Linked DNA regions of Sus scrofa: all the other regions are linked to region 3. A link is a contact called in public Hi-C data. All regions are on one chromosome and are shown on one strand. Each heading gives the region's core, a stretch centred on a gene start, on an enhancer-like site or on the middle of the called end of the contact. The rest is flanking DNA. Distances are from core to core; before and after follow the strand shown.

Region 1 (3,468 bases), core at 765-3,264, 140 kb before region 3:
GGAGATATTCCTAACACATCTGTTCTAGTTGCTGCCCTGAGCAGAGATTCATGGCTTCCCAAACCTGGGGCAAGTTGCTTGAGGTCATCACAGCATGTGTCTCCCAGGGTGGGGAGCCTGCACATGTCATGCACAGACTTGCATGCTCTCACTGGCCCATTTTTATTCTTGTCAATGTAATAACTTGCTTCCTTTAAACTGGGCAAACAAATAAAGGTTTCCCATAGACAGCTACTTGGCATTTCAAATCGCTGGACTGTTGGTTCCATGCTTGCTTTTCAGGGAGTTGATGAATTTTTTCTGGGGTTACCAGAGCACCCCTTTCATCTACCACAACATATGAATGATTTGTCTAAAGTTCAGAAAAAATGATCATCTTAAACAGTATTTTAACAGATTTTGGTGAAATTTGGTGCACACTTAGAAATTATAAGGTAGCAGTCATAGGCAAACTTTTTTTTTTTCGCCTCTTCCCTTCCTCTCTGTTTCTTTCCTTTTTCCCTCTCCTCCACCCCTTTGTGGGGGGCTGCCTCCATCCATTGTTCCCAACCCTGCCAGCAGCTCACCCTAGAGGTTGATGTCTTAAAATTTTATCTCTCTTATTATGATGATTATTTCAAAAGAAAATAGGGAATTTATCTTTTTTTTTTTTTTTTAATTTTATGGCTGCACCTGAGGCATATGGACATTCTCGGGCCAGGGATTGAATCTGAGCTGTAGCTGAAGCAATGCCAGATCCTTTAACCCACCACGCCAGGATGGGAATTGAACTCATACCTCTGTAGCGACCTGAGCCACTGCAGTCAGAGTCTTAACCCACTGTGCCACGTGGGAACTCTGCGAGTTTATTTTTTAAAAGTTTTCTCTCTTTTTTCTCACATCTGATTTTTTTTTTTTTTTCTAACTTGACTAAAAGAAGCACATATGGCTTTTGTAATAAGGGGAGAAAAACTGCAAATTTAAAAAGAGATCAGGAGAGGGTGTTGTTTAACCTAAGAAAAGTGAATTGCCTGTTATAGGAATTTCCAGCATCATTATTGGCTAGTCAGGAAATTGTAGCCTAATAAGGGGAGCATTTTTTTTTGCCCCCCCTTTTTTTTTTTCCTTTTTAGGGCCGCACCCATGTTATAAGGAAATTCCCAGGCTAGGGGTTGAATTGGAGCTGTAGCTACTGGCCTATGCCACCACCATAGCCACAACAATGCAGGATCCAAACTGCGTCTGTGACCTACACCACAGCTCACTGCAGTAGTGGATCCTTAACCCACTGAGGTGAGGCCAGGGATCGAACCTGCGTCTTCATGGATACTAGTTGGGTCTGTTACCACAGAGCCACAATGGGAACTCCCAGGCGAGCACCACAGGAAGTGGTGGGTCCCCTGGCCGAGGTCTGTAGTAGAGCCAGTGTCTTTCTGTGGGGGGATGGATGCTTGGGTGCTGGGAGGAGTGAGTTGGAAGCCAGCACTCTCTCCCTTCCCTAAGTGAGCACCAAGTCCCTGATGGGTTCAGAAAGCTTGAGGCCTCAGATGGCTCAAGTGTAAGGAAGCACTTCTCCTTAGAGGTTAGCCCCTTCCGGACCTGCTGGGGGACCAGGGACTTAGAGGGGCAGGAAGGAGCTTTTGCGTCTGCAGTGGCTGGTGGTTAGAGGCTGCAGAGGAGGCTTAGTACAATAGTTCCCTGCTTGCATCTCTCAGAATTAAAGACTGTGGAGCACTGACTCTCGGGGGCCCCAGACTTGGCTGTTTTATAAATATTTCATGTTAATCCTCACTCAGACTGGGTGGGGTAGAGATAGATTCATTTTGAAAGATAGGGGAATGGAGGCCCAAAGAAGGTAGGAGATGTGCCTCAGGACACGTGGCTGGGCCAGAGGTGGGTTTTGCCCTGATCTGCCCGCCCCTGTGATCTGTGGTGCCCTTAGACTTGTTTTACATTGCATATGGGACATGGTCGCCTTATATCCGTCAGCTGGCCGCTGCCCTTGTTTTGCAGAGGGAGCGCTGACCCTGTGTTAAGTCATGTGGCCGTGGTTTATAATTATCTATGGGGAGTAAACACTTGAATCTGAATTGCTGCACATTCTTCCCACACCTTTGGCTGAGATCTGGCAGACTTGGAAATTTGATATTTTGCAGTGGAGCAGCATCCATAATCTTTTGATGAATAACATGATACCCGGGAAAGCTCTTGAAGCTGAACTCAGGGCCATGTACTTGGCCTTGGACCATCAGGCTGTTCACCTTCATTATAGCTTTTGTCCCGTGTATTTTCTTGAATCTTCTCTCCCACTTGGTATAGAAATTACACCGTAGCAACTGCCTGGAGTCCTCACACACATAACTTGTGTCTTGCTGGGGAATTTTTGGTATTTGTATCGTGTGCTTGGCATTTGTGTGCGGCCCAGTTCACACCTTCCTCTGCTGTGCTGTAACTATAGGTTCTGAAACGTGGTGGTTTTATCTTCAAGCCAGATTGTTGATCATTCCTATGACTTAAAAGCCCCGTAATGAAAAGTTGACTTTGCAAAATAAAGACACACGGCTGGATTCTTGTAGTAGCTTCTCCACTGCGTAAGACTCTTAAAAAAAAAAAAAAAAAAAAATCTTTTCCATTGGTCCGCTTTTGCTTTTGCTTTGGCTGTGTCTCAGTATTGAAATGCTGTTTTCTGTAAGTTGGAGGACTGTAATACAGATGTAAAGCCCTGATTTTAGAGTTAAACAGGCCTGGCTTTGCGTCCGTATCTTGCTTTTTAAAACCTTGGAGGCCTTATATAAATTCCTTAAGCCAGCCAAAGCTTAGCAAGATTATCTGCAAAGGGGGAGTGACAGCACCTGCCCCACTGGATTATTGTGAGGTTTCAAGGTACCACATGTAATAAAACCCAATCACCACTCCCCTGGGAGCCCCAGGCGGCCACCTGCTTGCCCTTTCCTTTCCTCTGAGAACCTGACTTGATATTCTCAGTTTAACTTGACCCGACTTCCTGGTTCATCAGTTATGTGATCTTCTCGCTAAATGGCTCCAGGAAGTCACCTCTTGCCTCCTGGAGAAGCCTTCGATGTTGACCTGAAGTTGTGTTGTTTCCAGCAGTTACAGTAGCTATTCCAGGAGGACCCAGGGCTCCTGTCCAAGCCTCGCTCTGCAGGAACCTCCTCTGTAGAAGCTTCTGAAGATAGGGCTGGTGGGGATCCAGTGAGGTTGTGGGGTTCCCCCGGGGCCTCAGCCAACTCCGTGAGTGTTCTGAGCAGTGTGGGAAGCTCACCTGTCACAACAGAGAACCGAGCTGAGCACCCGAGCGTTTTCTTAAAAGGGTAGTTGTGCCCTTTTCACGCTCTGCTTGTGCCCCTGTTTTCAGTGTTCTGCCCCCGAGTTGGGTAACAGCTGCCTTCCATGTATGAACTGAGCTGGCAGGAACATTCCTGTCAGCTCCCCTGCAGGGTCACCAGGCTGAGATATCTACAGCCCCGT
Region 2 (3,595 bases), core at 783-3,282, 250 kb after region 3:
TTTAGATTCCCGACTGGCCCACAGTCAACACCAGTGACGTACACACCTAAATCTGGTCCCCCGGCCCTTCGCGACCCGCAGCCCGGCGGCGGCAGCTGTGCTGCCTCCCGCCTCACCCTTGCCGCACACCAGCCACACTGGGAAGACTGGTGCACTGGGGTGGGGGTGGGGGGGGCGGTTCTCCCAGTGCCCCAAGGCCCCTCCTCTTCTTACAGTTAATTAAGCTTCGGGATTCCAGACTCTGAACCCAGGAAGATTCGAACTCCCAGCCGCCCCAGGTAGGGAACTCCCTGGCGGCGGGAGTGACAGCAGCAGCGCAGGAGAGCTGGTCCCGGCCCCTGATTCAGGTGCTCGCAGTCCTCGCGCTGAGCGCCCCCGGTGCCCCACAGCCGGGAGTCCTCGCAAGTGTCCCAACTTTCCCGTAGGGCCCTCAGTTTTGCGCACTCTCCCGGCCAAGCGAGCTGCCAGGCATCGATCGCACTCGGGGCGGAAAGCAGGCGGCGGGCAGAAGCGAGGGGGGAGTCTCAGACCCAGCGCCTGGGCACGCGAGGAGACGGCGTCTCCGCCTGCGCTGCCGAATTATTCATTACTTAAGGAATGGACGTGCCTCTTTTACTAAGTTTTTACCTCCCTTACGGAGGGCTGGTCTTGCCCTGGATCTCAGCTTCTTGCAAAATCTAGGTTAGAATCTTGCAGGGACAGCCGCCGCGATTGCTCGCCTGCTGCCCAGCACCCCTGCCCGAAGGCAGCCGCGCGGGCACCTAGTCTCCTGCCCGCAGCCCACCTCGGTTTGCGAACCCGCGCTCTCTGCGCAGACCGTGCCTTGCCCAGGGCCGCCTTGCGATTCCCGGGCCCCCTCCCACCGCTGTCAGCGCAAAGTGACTGTCGCTGCACTCACCTTTTCTAGGACATGGTGGGGAGGCTGGGGCGCGGGGCGGGGGGTGGGTGGGGGCAGCCACACTCCTGCTGCCTCCGCCGCCAGCAGCAACTCCAATATTAGCGGATTGGCAGTAAGGATGGAGAGGAAGATAATCCGGCAGTCGCCCTACTGACGGTGGGTAGAGCAATAGAGCAGTAGTGTTGTTACCCCGCAGGAGGAGGCAAGGCGGCGGCGCCAAATAGCGCAGAGGAGGACGCGGGTGCCTGCCCGCCCCCAGCAGCGGCGGCCGCGGCTCTAGCGGGCCCCTCTCCCGAGGCTGCTGGCCTCCGGGCGGTGACGACGGTGGCTCTGTGAGCCGGGAAGTCCGGCGGGATGACCCCGCGCCGGTCTCCCCGCAGCAGGCTCTCCGCGCCCCCTCCCCGGGCCTGGGGTGACCGGTGACAGCTCCGGCTACGGAGCGTGTAAGTGTGTGTGGGCGAGTGTGTGTTGAGGGGGCGGCTTCAGGGGGAGCCCGCGGCGCCGCAGCCCCCTTCTCGGGTCACACCCTCACCAGCGGGAGGAGGCAGCAAAGCATCCAGACACCGGCTTGCGGGAAACAGGGGCTGGGGGTGCCGATGGCCGCCCTCCCACCCTGGCCCCTGGCTGTAAGGAGGCCGAGGGCAAACGGAACCCCAATGCACGTCACCCAACACCCCTCCCCCCGGTTCCCCAAAGCCCGGCCCTGACCTCGCGCCCCGGCCTCAGGTGCAGTTCCCAGCCGCTGGGGTAGACGCGAGCTAGGGACCACGCGCGGGGGGCGGGAGGGAAAAGTTTCTTTTCCTGCCGCCTGGCTGCCCACCCGGCGAGACGGCTCCTCTCCCCCCTCGGTCTCCCGCTCGCCGCGCCTCTGCCCCACCCCCACCGTGGGGGGGTGCCGAGGAAGGACCGGGTGTCTGCGCGCGGGGGCGTGTGGGGAGAGCGGCGAGGAGCGGCGGCCGCCACCGGTCCCTTCGCGGTGACAGCGGCTCAGAAGCCGCCGCCGCCAGCTCCGCGAAGCGAGCCGAGGAAGGGGCTGGGAGCCAGGCCCCCTCCCATCTCCGCTCGCCGAGCGCCGCGCGCCCCCGTGCCGCCCCGCGCGCCCCCGCGGCCCGGGCAGACACCTACGCCGACGCGAAAGTGAAAGGGGCGACGGAGCCAGGAGGGCGGCTGGCGGCGCGCGGGCGCGCGGCGGGGGGCGGAGGGCGGAGCGGTGACCCGCGATCCAGGGATTCTCAGGCTCCGGCTGCCCTGCGGAGCCGCAAGCGCCTCCTGGCTCCAGAGAAGTCCCACGTCCCCCTCCCCCCCCGGCCACACAAATCACCCCCATCGGAGCAAAAGTGTGCATGTGTGCGCGTGTTCAGGAGCACTCACGTGTGTGACAGACGCTTCAGCCCCAGCCTTTTCTACCTCACCGTTACATTTACACTTAGTGGAAGATTGGGGCGGGGGGAACTTGTGGCTATCACTACCGTTTACAGACCCCTGCTTGCTGTCCTTTACGACTCAGTTAAACCCCTTGAACTGACCACACATGCCCTTTTCCTGGCTTAACACTCTTTTTCCTACAGACTTTATTGACCCCCTCCCCCTGCCCTTTGCTGGTTCTTTCCCATTTTCTTTCTAAATAGCTGTGAAAGTTGTTAATCCCGTCCCACACAAAACCGTGTTAATCACGGAGCTGCGCTGTTAAAACAATCACTGCCTCTCTTCAACCACGTTCCCCCTCGATCCTAGCCTTGAGCTGTCCATTGCGTTGTCACCCACACAGCGTTGGCACTACCCCGTGGCTCGAGGTGGCATTTGGCCTCTAGCAAAACAACCTTTCTCCTGTTCCCTTATGTGGAGAGAATTTAAGTTCATAAGGTACTATGCTTTAGGTGAAATCAAGAAAATAATTAAATGATAAATTTTCAAAATTAACGTAATAAATATCTAGCGAACTTTTAAAAAGAACCATCATTGACAAGTGTACTGATTGCAAAAACTGAATTTTGAAATTCATCAAAAATAGATGGTTGGCGTTGATTGATATAAATGGAAGGATGGATAGATATGTGATTAAAACATGTTTATGGTACAGTATTCATGGCAGGATCTAGGTACGTATACAGGTGTTCACTGCAAAATTCCTTCAACTTTTTTTGTATGTTTGTAATTTTCATAATTAAATGTTAGAGAAAAAGACCCTTCATTTAATGTAAACTTTATAATGTAAATTCAGTTTACAAAAGTTGATAAGTTAGGCATTGATTATTCCTTTCCCCTTTATCAAACTGTTTTCTTCAAATATTCTTTACATAGGTTCTCCACCACTCTTTTAATCAGTAATTTCCATTACAGACAACCACTCAGGGATCAGACTCTGTTGTAAAGTGGGGTTATTATAACTGCAACATTTTAGAAATCTAGAAGATTTCTTCCTGCATTTTCTCTTGTCCAATCTCAAATTTTAATCTTCTGTGCTTCAAAATAGTTTGGGTTTATAACACTGAGCTTTTAAACATATTCTTTTGAAACTTTTTCACACTAAAATAGCTTGCAGGGAGGTCCATATTCCTGAAGGTATATCAGCATCTTTCGACAGAGATGTTAGGAGAATCTTGCCATGACTAATAGGCAAACCTTTATTTGTTTGTGGATATTTGAACCATTAAATTTCTCTCTTCTCCCAATTTCCTTTTGCTGGCTGTAAGAGGT
Region 3 (3,852 bases), core at 444-2,943:
GGCTGACAATAAAATTACTTTATTTTATCAAGTAAAATACTAAAGTTCTCAGGTCGAATTAGATATGGAAAGAACCAGGTACTAGAAGCCGTAAAACCATGGTGAACACCTAAAACTACCTTTTAGAAACTCTAAAGAAAGACACACGGAGAAGGAGGTGGTTGATCTTGATCTTATGAGCAGGCATTTAACCAGGCAGGAAATTAAAGGGATTTCAGATTGAACAGAATGCCCCAAATTCTACATCTTGAAAAAAATGACTTTTCTTATGATACTGAACACTGCCATTTGGTCCTGCTTAGCATCCTCCCAGCAAAGCTGTGCCTGGGACCCCAGAATGAGCACCCCCAAAGGGGTTCACTTCTGGCCCCCTCCCCATGTTTCGTCCCAGTGGAGGGTGCCCCACTTCAGGCCTCACTCCATCCTTTACTCACTCTGCCTTGACTAGTAAGTCTGAGAAGAATAATCTGACTTGAGTGCCTCAGCACCAATCTTGTCCTCCTGGGGGAAAACTCCCTCAGGGAGCAGGTACAGCCACCAGCTGTGTTTGTGTTGGCGGGGGGTGGGGAGGGGTGCCTTGATCCAGCACTACCTATAGCTGTATCTAATTCTGGGGCTCAGGGCCCAGGCCCCTCCCTTTTTGGTTTTTACCATTAAGCCTTATCCTTCAACTTAATTACCAAAAAAAAAAAAAAAAAAAGTTGCTATTTTATCTTGCATCCACCATCCCTTTGTTTTAGTTCTCTGTTTGCTCAGAATCCAGGTGGGGAAATGCAGTGCTAACTCACAGATCCCTTAGAGATGCTGAGAAGACCCCAGGAGAGGACCTGAGACCCAGAATTCAACAGGGACAGAAGCCCAGCGGGCTCCCACGTGCAAATCCTGCAACTGGGGGATCCTCTGGTTTCCTCTATCCACCTCCCTGGGATCTTGCTTCACAATTCCTGACTCCCCAGACCTGCAGCCTGGCAAAAGGCAGGGGATGCAGAGGATGTGATCACTGTGGGAATCCAAATCTTAGGATGCAATCCTCTTGGTGACAGTTAAGACAGATTTTAAGCCCTTTTCTGTTGCTGTTTTTGTTTCCCTTTTAAAAAACAATCCGTCAAAGAAATTTTACCCAAGAATCCTGTTTTCCTTTAAGACCTTATTTTCATGCATACTGTGTTATGTGAAATGTGATTCTCTCTTTCACACCTTGAAGCTACCAGAGAATTTCAAAGGGACAGTGGCATAAAATAGTTCAATATTTATCACTATCTGAATGATTCATCGCTCAATAATTGGTTATACACCCAAAGACATTAACAAATCAGATGGCTTTATCGTGACTGTTCATTAAAACAGGGGAACTCAGCCCTTTAGCAGTAAACCAAACTTAAGAGTCCTTTTCACTTAGCTACCTCTGCTGGATGCTGGAGAATAACCAGATCTTAGGTACAATGTAAGTTTCCCTTTTAAAAAAAAATGTCATTCATTTTCAGCAGGAGAAAGGAAATTTCACCAAATTCCTTTGACAATGAACTTTTTGCTTACATCTCTTTTTCATTTTTGGAGGTCCATTTGTTGTCCTGCTGGAGGATTTCTTTTTCTTTTTCTTTCTTTCTTTCTTTTTTTTTTTTTTTTAAAGCAGTTGACAACAGCCCAGCAACAGCAGCCTGTGTTTGCAGACACTATTTTGGGCTACATCACATGGCACTTACATAACCCTGTTTAACTGCTCTTGAACTGGTTTGAACAACCTGGGAAACAGATTAAGGCAGTCCCAGTAAATTCCCCCATTGCAGATTCTGATGGGCGCTTTCCCATCCTCCCCCCCCCCCCCATCTTCTAATGTTGCCTGGTAAGAGGGTGTCCAATCAGAACTGGTTATTCATGGTCAGAGCCAGCTAAAACATTTGATAATTAACTTCCTCTGCTCAGTTGAAACCAGTCCGGTCTGCTCTTAATAAACCAATGAACAATGATCCCCTGCTGCTGAGGTTTATGAGTGAGGCTGGATTAACAGGCTTTAAACTGCCGAGGGGCGGGGGGAATAAGTCACTTGAGAAGTAAGTATAGGTTGCCTTTGCCACCTTTAAACACAGATCTTTTGAAGTTATGATTTTAGGATTCGAAGATTTTCATTTAGAAGTTGGATTGGACCTATTTATTCCCTGGGGTGTTTTAAGAGTTCTTCCCACGTGGGTAAGCACAAAATTCCCAGATAAACATTCCTCTCAGTGTGAAAGGTGTTAGTTTTTCATTAAAAAAAAATATATATATATATATGTATATATATATATATATATAAAACTTCTAATTATCATGACTTCAATTTTAGGCATGCTGTATATTTTAAGGAAAGATAATCAAAGGAAAAAAGCCAAGTGCCGTAAGCCTTTAACCTTGAGAAACATTTCTTATGTGTAATAAGTTATCGACGGGGATCAAGGAACATTTTTTAAGGAGGAGTGACTTACATCCTACACATTCAATAGGAGGAATTTAACATAGCTGTACTTGACTATGCAAAAACATCTGTTATCTAGATAAACTAATAAGTTATTCAGGGCAGTGGGCAGAGAACTAACATTTGTTGAATTCCTATTACATAACAGGTGCTTTACCAATCATAGAATTTAATCCTTAATTTAAAAATTCTATGGGGGGTGCTGTATGAGATGGGTCATACTATCCCAACTTTGTCAATGAAGACACAGAGAGGTTCAATCACATGGCTAGGCTTAGCTGGGTTGCATACTTGGAGCTTTTTCATTAGAGCACTTACACTTTCTATGGCTTCAGATGCATTAGAAGTATGCTTCAAATATGTATATCTATGGGGTAATATGGAAAAGAAGCAGAATCTTTGCAGTGAAAAACATTTAGGCTGCCATATAATGAATACATCTTACACGAAAACATCAGGAACCACTCTAACACGTGGAAAAGGAAACTGCATGAATGGATGCCTACCCACAAGTCCAAGCCTCAAATGCAACACGATAGGATGGCAGACTTTTGTGCCACCTAACTCACCTCCTTCTGATGGATCCACATGTACCTCTAAGCCCCAGACCTCGAAGCAGACACGTGCACTGCCCCACAGGACTGAAAAATCCTGGGCGCTGAGTTTTTCATGATCCGATTTTATCCATTTTTGCCCAAGATCTTTTTTTCTTTTTCTTTTTTTTTTTTTTTTTTTTTTTTGTCTTTCTGCCTTTTCCAGGGCTGCTCTCATGGTATATGGAGATTCCCAGGCCAGGGGTCCAATCGGAGCTGTAGCCACCAGCCTACGCCAGAACCACAGCAACTCGGGATCCAAACCTCGCCTGCAACCTACACCACAGCTCACGGCAACGCCGGATCATTAACCCACTGAGCAAGGGCAGGGATCAAACCTGCCACCTTATGGTTCCTAGTCGGATTCGTTAACCACTGCGCCACCTCGGGAACTCCCCAAGATCTTAAAAGTAGAAAGGCGACCTGGGCAGACAGAAGGGACTCTTGTTCAGCCACTCTGGCCTCAAACTACTTAAGATCTGAAGGTCTCAACACAGCTCAAGAGGTCATTATGTGGCATCTCGGGGTCAGACTGGTTTCCAAATACCCTTAGAACTTGAAACCCAGATGAGCGCGAACGGGTGAGAAAGAGGACAAATGCATCAAAAATCTACTAACAATCTAAATTGTTCCAATCTAAATTATTCCAAGATAATGACATGATGGATAGGAGTTTGTTTTGCTCACACCCCCACACACATTACATACATGAGACCTGTTAGGTGTATAATAATTCAGCACAGGCACATGGTACAGAATTCAAGAGGCACTGGCAAGGTGCCTCTTGCCAGTGACAAGGTCCTCTGT

What was found. Hi-C and Micro-C count contacts between places; a contact is called where the count stands out from the background.
Region 1: a Hi-C map of skeletal muscle shows a contact between it and region 3, with 4 times the contacts expected there. The contact joins two enhancer-like sites. A contact is called at or near these places in 1 of 47 Hi-C or Micro-C datasets (skeletal muscle) and 1 of 2 datasets of contacts at active chromatin or transcription factors (skeletal muscle).
Region 2: a contact with region 3 is called in a Hi-C map of liver, with 5 times the contacts expected there. The contact joins the promoter of NR3C2 here to the enhancer-like site in region 3. A contact is called at or near these places in 1 of 5 promoter capture datasets (liver), 9 of 47 Hi-C or Micro-C datasets (alveolar macrophages, fetal heart ventricle, fetal liver and 3 more) and 1 of 2 datasets of contacts at active chromatin or transcription factors (alveolar macrophages).

Annotation. Positions count from the first base shown.
Region 1 is chr8:80,698,052-80,701,519 of Sscrofa11.1, reverse strand. The region is part of intron 20 of ARHGAP10 (rho GTPase-activating protein 10); the gene reads left to right. Among named protein-coding and RNA genes, the nearest start is that of ARHGAP10, 320 kb to the left of the region's middle. Within about 2 kb of position 2,014, at least 6 of the 83 cell types and tissues checked have an H3K27ac peak or open chromatin away from gene starts, as enhancers often do. A contact at or near this core is called in skeletal muscle, where this site is marked.
Region 2 is chr8:80,301,609-80,305,203 of Sscrofa11.1, reverse strand. NR3C2 (mineralocorticoid receptor) reads right to left here and starts at 2,032. Exons shown (of 9, transcript XM_021100657.1): 1 at 1,607-2,032. LOC110261980 (a long non-coding RNA gene) reads left to right here and starts at 945. Exons shown (of 3, transcript XR_002346407.1): 1 at 945-1,054.
Region 3 is chr8:80,553,617-80,557,468 of Sscrofa11.1, reverse strand. The region is part of intron 3 of NR3C2 (mineralocorticoid receptor); the gene reads right to left. Among named protein-coding and RNA genes, the nearest start is that of NR3C2, 250 kb to the right of the region's middle. Within about 2 kb of position 1,693, at least 18 of the 83 cell types and tissues checked have an H3K27ac peak or open chromatin away from gene starts, as enhancers often do. A contact at or near this core is called in fetal liver, liver and skeletal muscle, where this site is marked.